Linked DNA regions of Mus musculus: regions 1 and 3 are each linked to region 2. Evidence: chromatin contacts called from public HiChIP or PLAC-seq data. All regions are on one chromosome and are shown on one strand. Each heading gives the region's core, a stretch centred on a gene start, on an enhancer-like site or on the middle of the called end of the contact. The rest is flanking DNA. Distances are from core to core; before and after follow the strand shown.

Region 1 (2,700 bases), core at 49-2,548, 130 kb after region 2:
TGAATGTTCTTCTTCCTACACACTTTGCCGCACGCACTGGGCTCCTGTTCCTAATTATCAGTTGTGTAATTTATTGATAAAGCCAAACATGACTAAGAGGGGAGGGTCTAATTAGACATGGAGCACTCAGTGTCCCAACAAGAAAAATTCCAGGGCTTCAAAAATAGAAAATCGGCAATGTGTCCATTTTTTTTCCTGACACTTCTTCTGTGAATGGAAGAAACCAGCACAGTTCTTCATGAGCAGGAAAGTGGGCGCAAGAGTCAGGGGGTGCCATCGGCTCCAGAGACCTGACACGTGTGGAGAAAAGGCGTCATTCAGAACCACGATGCGTTCCACACACAGGAAGGGTGGCGGTGTTCTGAGGTAAAGACTACAGAGAAGTCGCAGTAGGGATGGAAAGGGAAGGAAGCCAGCCGCCAAGAAAGAAGATGTTACAGGCCACAGGCCTATCTGGAAAAGGAGGGCACCATTTTTTACTTAATGGGACTGAAGAGTTAAATAGCTTACTTGCCTGACTCTACAGACTCAAGTTTGATTATGTGAAAGAGGCAACTGAGATTGCAGCTTTGAGAAGAGAGTGGACATATTAGTTCTTGCAAATTGGCCTTGTACGTGTCTGTCTTTCCTCTTTATGAGTCAGGGTCTTGTTAGCCTTGGCCTTCCTGCCTTCCCTTTCTAAGTGCAGGATTATAAGCAGTTGCCACTGGACCTGGCTAAAACTTACCCTTAGGTAGAAACAAAACCATTTTTAAAAAATGGAAAAAAAACACTCTAATGGCGAGTATACCCACACCATCTCCTCTGCCTATGTATCCAAACACATTTCCAAGTTGAGCACCTGCCCAAGGTCAACTGACAGGATATGTTTTCCACCTTATAGGGAAAAAAAAAAAATCCAAGGTCATGGGTGGAAGTCTTTGAAGGACCCAAAACTCAGTGGTGAGTGTCATTGGGTTGTCAGGTGATACCAAGCATATTGTTTAGCTCATTCTCTGATTATCTTATCATATTATACAACTAAAATGATGCTCTGAGATGCATGTGTACCTACTTGTGTGTGCATGTGCATGTGAGTGTGTGAGCAAGTGAGCGTGTGTGTGCGCACGCACACACACACACACACACACACACACAACCCACACCCTACTCTGTATCAGAGACAATAGAGAACCAGTCAGAAGGTTCTTAGGTCTGCAGGAAATAGCAATGAAGACACAGCTCCTTGGTGATGGCATAACGGGTCACTATTTATAGCCCATCATGCACCCGCTGGTGTGCACTAGGGTCGTTGGCTGCCAGAGAATAATTTTAGGGAATGAGCTTCCTGGTGAGCTCACAGCTTAGCCCTGCCTGTGTCACTCTCTTGAGTCACCAGCAGATAATTCTGTGCAGAATGAGCTAATTTTAGCCATCTGTGGGATCTTTGTAAACACTCTGTAGTGACTCTTCCAGAAGTCAGTGTGAAGTAGTAGCTATCTCTGCCTCATTTTCATCCCCCAGTAATCTACCAGGGATCTTTAGAGGTGACGTGTTCTTACAGGAAACGGCTAGGTGAGCCTCACTGTTTCAGACAGAGCATACTCACCGTTCTGCCATTGATCCCAAGGTCAGAAGGTTTAATGGGTCCAGAAAGTGGCTGCCTACCTTCATGTCATTTTTCTATCTGTCATCTTTGACACATTTTTTTTTCTCCTGTCATCATTTTGGAGATGTCCTCTCAGGGACCCAGAACACAGGCTCACCACAGAGGGGAGGCACAAAGGGGGTATGGTGAGTCCTGGAGTGAGCAGTTTCTCCCAGCCTCACCCCTACTTCCCACTGCCCCACTTCCACGCACAATCATGCTGTTGTCTATTTGGAGTGTGTAGTGATGGCTCAGCTCCTGAGTCACACCCCTCTTTCAGGGATGCACCCCTGGGCTTAGGGTTACATTTCCTCCATAGTCAGTCACTTGATGCAGATACCCCAGGGTTTCATGAGTCTCTGGGGAAGGATGGAGCCAGATGAGAGAGACTACACCCATCAGAGCTCTCTGCTCCTAATGCCTTGTCACAGCCTGCACAATTGATCAAGAGTTCCTATTTTGTGGAGTGAGAACCATAGGGCCGGCACTAGGGTTCCTTGCTCTCTTTGGATCCTATTTAGGCTCTGGCCTGCATCCAAAAGAGGCAGAAAAGGACAAGGAAAAGTTATATCTTTCTGAGTTGGAATTAGAAAGGTGGGCAGGCCAGCTGATTGACCTGCTCAACTCGATTCCTTATATGTCGACAGAGGGATACATTCTGTTTTTTCCTGTAACATGGAGACTGGAGGGTCGCCTTGCTTTCGAGAGCAACCATGTAGCAAAACCTTAGCTCAAAGAATGCAAACAGGGGCCTGGCATCATAAAAGTGGAAAGACTTGGTTCTACAAAGTTGCCCTCTGACCTCCAAATGTGCACAGCAGTACACTTTCACCAGCACCCACACACATATGGATGCACGCACAAAAATATATAAAGCAAAAATAATTTTAGAAACATCTAAATATAGGATTTATTTGTGGAATAAATGTGGAAACCAAGCAACGGTGCTGAGTTTGGAGGAACGGCGAGGACATACTCCAGGCCGGTGAACCTGAGCTTGGCAGAGAATATCATCAGCCAGGAGCGAGAGGCATCTGGCTACTCTGAAGGAAACTTAGTGGGGCTTATCTCTT
Region 2 (2,865 bases), core at 46-2,545:
AGGGGGAGGAAGATTCAGTGGGGCGAGAGAGGGCGATGGGCAGAAGATGGCCAAGTTACATCGTAAGCATGTGCGGAGTTGTTAATAATCCTTTCCACTAATATATTTATTTATTCACTTTACATCCCTGCTTCTCTGAGTCCCCTCCCTCCACAAGCCCTTCTCCTCTGAGAAGGGAGACATCCTCCTGGGTACAAATCCACCCTGGCACACCAGGTCGCTGTAGGACTAGGCACATCCCCTCCCACTGAAGAAAGCCCAGTGAGGAGAACAGGATCCACAGGCAGGCAACAGAGTCAGGGATAGCCCCTGCTCCAATTGTTGGGAGACCCACATGAAGACCAAGCTGCACTTCTGGTACATATGTGTAGGGTAGAGGGGGGCTAGATCTAGTCCACATATGCTATTTGGTTGCTGATTCAGTTTCTAGGAGCCCCCAAGGGTCTAGGTTAATAATTTTTAATTTAGTAAAAATAGATATGGCCCCTGTCTCAGTCATAGAAATGTTTGTGTGTGTATATATATATATACATATATATATATACATATTTGTATATACATGTGTTATGCATATAGTGCCTCTGTGGTTATAAAACTCAAACCATGTAAGTCATATATAGTTTGTTATAATATCACGTGTGGGACACTTCCTGTTTGAGAAACAAGGCAAGCACATTATTTAGACAAGGGCTCTTTGAGGAGGTGACATTTAAGTTCAATCAAAATGTCTACACTAGTTATTAGCCTTGCTGGAAAGCTACCTATGCTTAGAAACAAAAGGAGCTTCTTAGATGGTCTCCTGATTCTAAGCAGCTGACCCAAGTCTCCAAAAAACGAATGAATGAATTATTGTTTTAGAAAAGTGGCCTGTATAACTGGAAACATTTAATCCCTGAACGTTTCAAGTTATCAGAGTTGAATAAATGGCATTTCATCTTCTGATTAGTCTGGGAACGTCTCATATTTATAGAATGGCCAATATGTACAACTGTTATATAAACAGCTCACTTTCCCTCTTACTGAATCCTTATAAAAATAACCATTTCATGAATAAGATCTCTAAAAAAACGTTTCCCACAGACTGAGATATCTGTTGCATCTTTCCTCCACAGAGTTCTTGGATTTCTAAACTTACTGATTTATTTCTAGTGACAAGCACTAAAAATCAACCAGGATATTCTGCATCTTTGTACCTATATTTGTAATATGAGTGGGCCAGAGGTTAAGATGAGGTCATTTCCTGTTCTAGATTCTAAGAGTTGTACTCTCAAAACTGCTTTTGGCAGCCGCTAGTGTGTGATCGCGTTTTTCCTCCCACGGAGTTTACTGAAAACACCCCAGATGGTTGGTTATTCATGAGGCGAGTATTCTGGTATTCAAGCAAATTCAATCAGAAGCAAGAGGCTGGGTCCAAGGATGGAGGAAAGATGGGATTAAAACCAAAAGAGAATTTTAAAATTCCAGCAGAATGGATGCCCTTAGAGGTGAACAGGCGATCTCTGCTGAACAAATTAGACAGAAAAGAAGGTGTGTGAATGCTCACCTAACATTAATAATTGATAATTACATTTAATTTTGGGGTTGACTGTCACCGTGCCTTTATGCCTGTGAGCCACTGATGAATCCATGAGAAGATAATGGATTCCTGTCACCTGCCAAGCTCTGTGTGTTCTCATGTGTGTTCTCACACATCATACAGATCTCATCGGTGATGGGCTCATGCCTCACCCACTTCTCAGGACCAACCCTCCCGAGAATGGAGGGTTTACATAGCCAGTTCTCGGACACCCAGGATCAAACGATCTTTTCTGCTCAGTCCTCCTTTGGGTGACAATCCTGGGTTCTTTCCCCTGGGAATTCTGCACTAATAAAGCCCAGTTCCTTCTCAAATGGAAAGTCCTGCTTTGTGCTCTCCTGGGGGAATGGAGCCTTTGTCCTTTGGCACAACTGCAGAATGGCTTCTTTGTCATTATGTCATCTCCTCAGCTTAGACTCCAGAGCAATCAGAACAGAGGAACCTATCCATCAACAGTCAACAACCTGGGCTCTATAATGATTTTAGTAGGACAGGTACTCTCCATCACCAATTACATGGGAAATCTTATTAAGCTCGGTTTCTAAGTGCCAACCATTGTTTAAAGTGATCTGACACTGCATGTGCCGTTCAGTCACCACCACGTCCCTACAGCTACCTCCCAGGAACAAGTCAATGATGTTAGTTTCACCTCTTTTCCAAGTGGCTCAGTTCTGATCGGGAACGGGAAATCTGTTGTGCCGTTCCCATAGCCGTAGGAAGGAACAAACCCCCTCACCCTCCTTTGGATATTGGGTATGGATGTGGTGCCTGAAACTGGTGCAGCCACCAAGCGGCAACTGGGTATGGAGATGGAGAGAGTCTGCAGCCTCTGACATTGCTGAAGGGATGGATCTAGCAGCCTGGGACTTTATATGAGAGTGTTTATTTCCTAAGCAATTTGATTTGCATTTTTCCATTAAACGCAAGAAACCCATTCACTTATATGATAAATATTGATCATCCAAAGAAAATATCCAAAGAGTTAGTAACAGATCACCATATAACTAAGGGTACTAACTTTGGGGATAGAAACAATTGCCAACAAGAGACATCGTTCTTTCTGTAGGTATGGGGGAAAGCCTTGATGTCACTCAGACTATATACTATGTAAGATGTAACTTTTCAACTGATAACATCTGCTCTGGTAGCTGATACGAGTGTTGATCAAATGATACTTCCAACAACCCTCATATTAAGACCAACCTGCTTATAGGAAACAGCTCACAAACAGCAATCTGTAAAGTTAAATGAGCCATGGGAAGGGCTCCACTGTCTCAGTTCTGTAGATG
Region 3 (2,700 bases), core at 196-2,695, 160 kb after region 2:
CTGTGCTCTTCAGGGATTTATAAACTACACCACAACTAAAATGCTAAAGCAAAGAGACTTTTTTTAAAATTATTTTAATTTAGTGTTTTTACTTATTTACTTTACATCCTGCTCACTGCCCCTTCCCAGTCACCCCCTCCCACAACCCTTCCCCTCCCTGACTCCTCTGAATGGGTATGGGCCCCCTTAGATATCCCTCCTACCTTGGCACTTCAAGTCTCTTTGAGGCTAGGCACTTCCTCTCCCACTGAGGTCACACAAGGCAGCCCCACTGGTAGAACATATCCCATGTACAGGCAAAAGCTTTTGGGATAGCCCTCGGTCTAGTTGTTGAGGACCCACGTGGAGGTCCAACTGTACATATATGTGGGGAAGCCTAGGTCCAGCCTGTGTATGTTCTTTGGTTGGTGGTTCAGACGCTGAAATCCCAAGGGTAAAGGTTAGTTGACTCTGTTGGTCTTCCTGTGGAGTTCCTATCCCCTTCGGAGCCCACAATTCTTCCTCCTATTCTTCCATAGGAGTCCCCAAGCTCCATCCTCTGGCTGTGGATGTCTGCATCTGTCTGAGTCAGCTGCTGGATGGAGCCTCTCAGAGGACAAATTGCTCGTGTCTGCAAGCATAAGAGAGTATCATTAATAGTGTTAGGAATTGGTGCTTGCCCATGGGATGAGTTTCAAGTTGGGCCAGTTACTGGTTGGCCATAACCTTAGTCTCTGCTTTTTTTGTCCCCTGTGTCTGCATTTTTTGTAGATAGGATAAATTTTGGATGGAAAGTTTCGTGAGTGGGTTGATGTTTCTACCACTCCACTGGGATTCTGGTCTGGCTTCAGGAGAAGGCCTCTTCAGGTTCCATATCCCCAATGTAGTAAGTCACAGCTAAGGTCTCCTCCATTGATTCTTGGGTCATAGACCTTTCACAGGTCTCTGTCTCATCCTGGAGTTGCTCTCCACCTCCTTATTTACCCCTTTCAGTTGCAGATTTTCATTCATTTTTATGGCCATCCAGCCATCTCTCCTGTCCTTCCCCACACCATGGGTTCAGAATGAAAACAAATGGGGGAATTCACTTCGGAGGCAGAGGCACCAGTTGTTTTCAGGTCAGCTTTGGCTTGGTGGGCCTAATGAGGACTGGTTGCCTAGCAAAGGCTAGGGTTAGGGCACTGCCTGCCACCCTTAGCCACCAAAAGGCCTCACAGTGCCTCCCCCAAACACCTTTGTAGTCACAAACATTTCCCAGTATTCTGGACTAGCTGTATAGTAATAGTACGTATGTTAATTATTCTATTTCCAGACGAATGTCAGTTTATTAACATGCACTTCTATACTTAAATATTTAAGAACTGCAACTCACGTGTAAATAACCTACTCTACTTAGTAATGCAGTGAGCAACCGCTAAGACAGAGACCCAGGAGACTCATTTTTCTGGGATTTATCTGCAGCCTTGTCCTCCGAGTTCCTTGAGGCAGGATCTTGGTGTGAGTCATCTCTAACTGCTTCTTGTTGTCTGGCGCTGAGCCTTGCACATTGGAATGATACCATAAAAGCTTTAGAATGGACGAAAAGGGACCTCCTTTAAAGCTGGGTATAGTGGTGCTTGTCTTGAATCCCTGCACTTTGCAGGCAGAGACAGGTTGATCTTTGAGTACAAGGCCAACCTGGTCTACAGAGTGAGTTCCAGGATAGCCAGAGCCGCAAGGGAAGATCCTATCTCAAAACAAACAAACAAACAAACAAACAAAACCAAGAGGGAGGAGGAGGAAGAGAAAGAGGGGGAGGGGGAGGAAGCAGAAGAGGGAGGGGAGAGGATGAAGGGGAAATAAAGAGAAGAAGAAAAGAGGCCTCCTTGGGTAGGGAGGAGTGGGTTCATCTTGAAGGCACAGACTGGGTCTCTGACAGCGGTGTGAGCTGGGAACCATTTGAACAGCACTGTGTACTTGGAAACACTTCAATCCATTCACTGTCTCTTGGCCGAATGTCAGTAAGCTTGTCTTGCTACTGGGGAAATTCACCTTTAGAGAAACCAAGGGATTCATCCAACATGGCCTGCTTCTCCTGCTTGTGGAATTAGAAAATAAAAATACATGCATGCATGCAAATGTACTGACACTCACATAGGTGGTCCAAGGGTTTTGTTGGTTTTATTTTTATTTTTTGAGGGGGGTGTTGTTGTTGTTGTTGGTGGTGGTTGGTTGGCTTTTAACACATCTTCACTTACTCAACTCATCGTTGTCAAAGTTGTATTTCAGGACAGAAAGTGAGACAGCATATCTCAAATATGTCTCTTTGCCGGACCAGATCTGTACAGACCTCAGAGTGGCTAATGGAGATGCTGTGGCAGAGCATGTTCATTCAACTTTGGATGTGTGCACTGCACTCTGCGTTTGACTTTGTAAGTATCCTTAACAATAAGGCACAGCTCAGAGAGACAATAGAACACTGGCTTAACTCTAGTGCAAAGAGCTGCTGGCTCAGGATGCTAAAAAAAATCAGTCTTAATCAGAAATGCTTAGACTTCCTTGTGACATTAGCAATGTGGCAGAAAGGCAGAATCTCCATAATATTCAATATACCTTGACTTGTTTTAAATTATTCCATTATTAAATCATGTAAGAAAAATTGAAACCCAGGACTGAGGCATGTGCTAACCCATCCCAACTTCTGCAAAGAGACTGTGGATATTGGAGGGATGGGCTGTGAAT

The links. HiChIP or PLAC-seq counts read pairs in DNA pulled down with a chosen protein or histone mark.
Region 1: a contact with region 2 is called in an H3K27ac HiChIP or PLAC-seq map of embryonic fibroblasts, with 24 read pairs. The contact joins two enhancer-like sites. A contact is called at or near these places in 2 of 15 datasets of contacts at CTCF or cohesin (both in the NIH/3T3 cell line), 4 of 484 Hi-C or Micro-C datasets (cerebral cortex, cortical neurons and tail fibroblasts) and 2 of 115 datasets of contacts at active chromatin or transcription factors (the NIH/3T3 cell line and embryonic fibroblasts).
Region 3: a CTCF HiChIP or PLAC-seq map of the NIH/3T3 cell line shows a contact between it and region 2, with 7 read pairs. The contact joins two enhancer-like sites.

What each region holds. Positions count from the first base shown.
Region 1 is chr3:145,704,194-145,706,893 of GRCm38.p6, reverse strand. No RefSeq gene overlaps it. Among named protein-coding and RNA genes, the nearest start is that of Ddah1, 53 kb to the left of the region's middle. Within about 2 kb of position 1,298, at least 70 of the 459 cell types and tissues checked have an H3K27ac peak or open chromatin away from gene starts, as enhancers often do. A contact at or near this core is called in the NIH/3T3 cell line and embryonic fibroblasts, where this site is marked.
Region 2 is chr3:145,832,556-145,835,420 of GRCm38.p6, reverse strand. The region is part of intron 1 of Ddah1 (dimethylarginine dimethylaminohydrolase 1); the gene reads right to left. Among named protein-coding and RNA genes, the nearest start is that of Gm35187, 57 kb to the left of the region's middle. Within about 2 kb of position 1,295, at least 40 of the 459 cell types and tissues checked have an H3K27ac peak or open chromatin away from gene starts, as enhancers often do. A contact at or near this core is called in the NIH/3T3 cell line and embryonic fibroblasts, where this site is marked.
Region 3 is chr3:145,675,191-145,677,890 of GRCm38.p6, reverse strand. Gm17501 (a long non-coding RNA gene) reads right to left here. Exons shown (of 3, transcript XR_003954574.1): 3 at 64-610. Among named protein-coding and RNA genes, the nearest start is that of Gm17501, 26 kb to the right of the region's middle. Within about 2 kb of position 1,445, at least 35 of the 459 cell types and tissues checked have an H3K27ac peak or open chromatin away from gene starts, as enhancers often do. A contact at or near this core is called in the NIH/3T3 cell line, where this site is marked.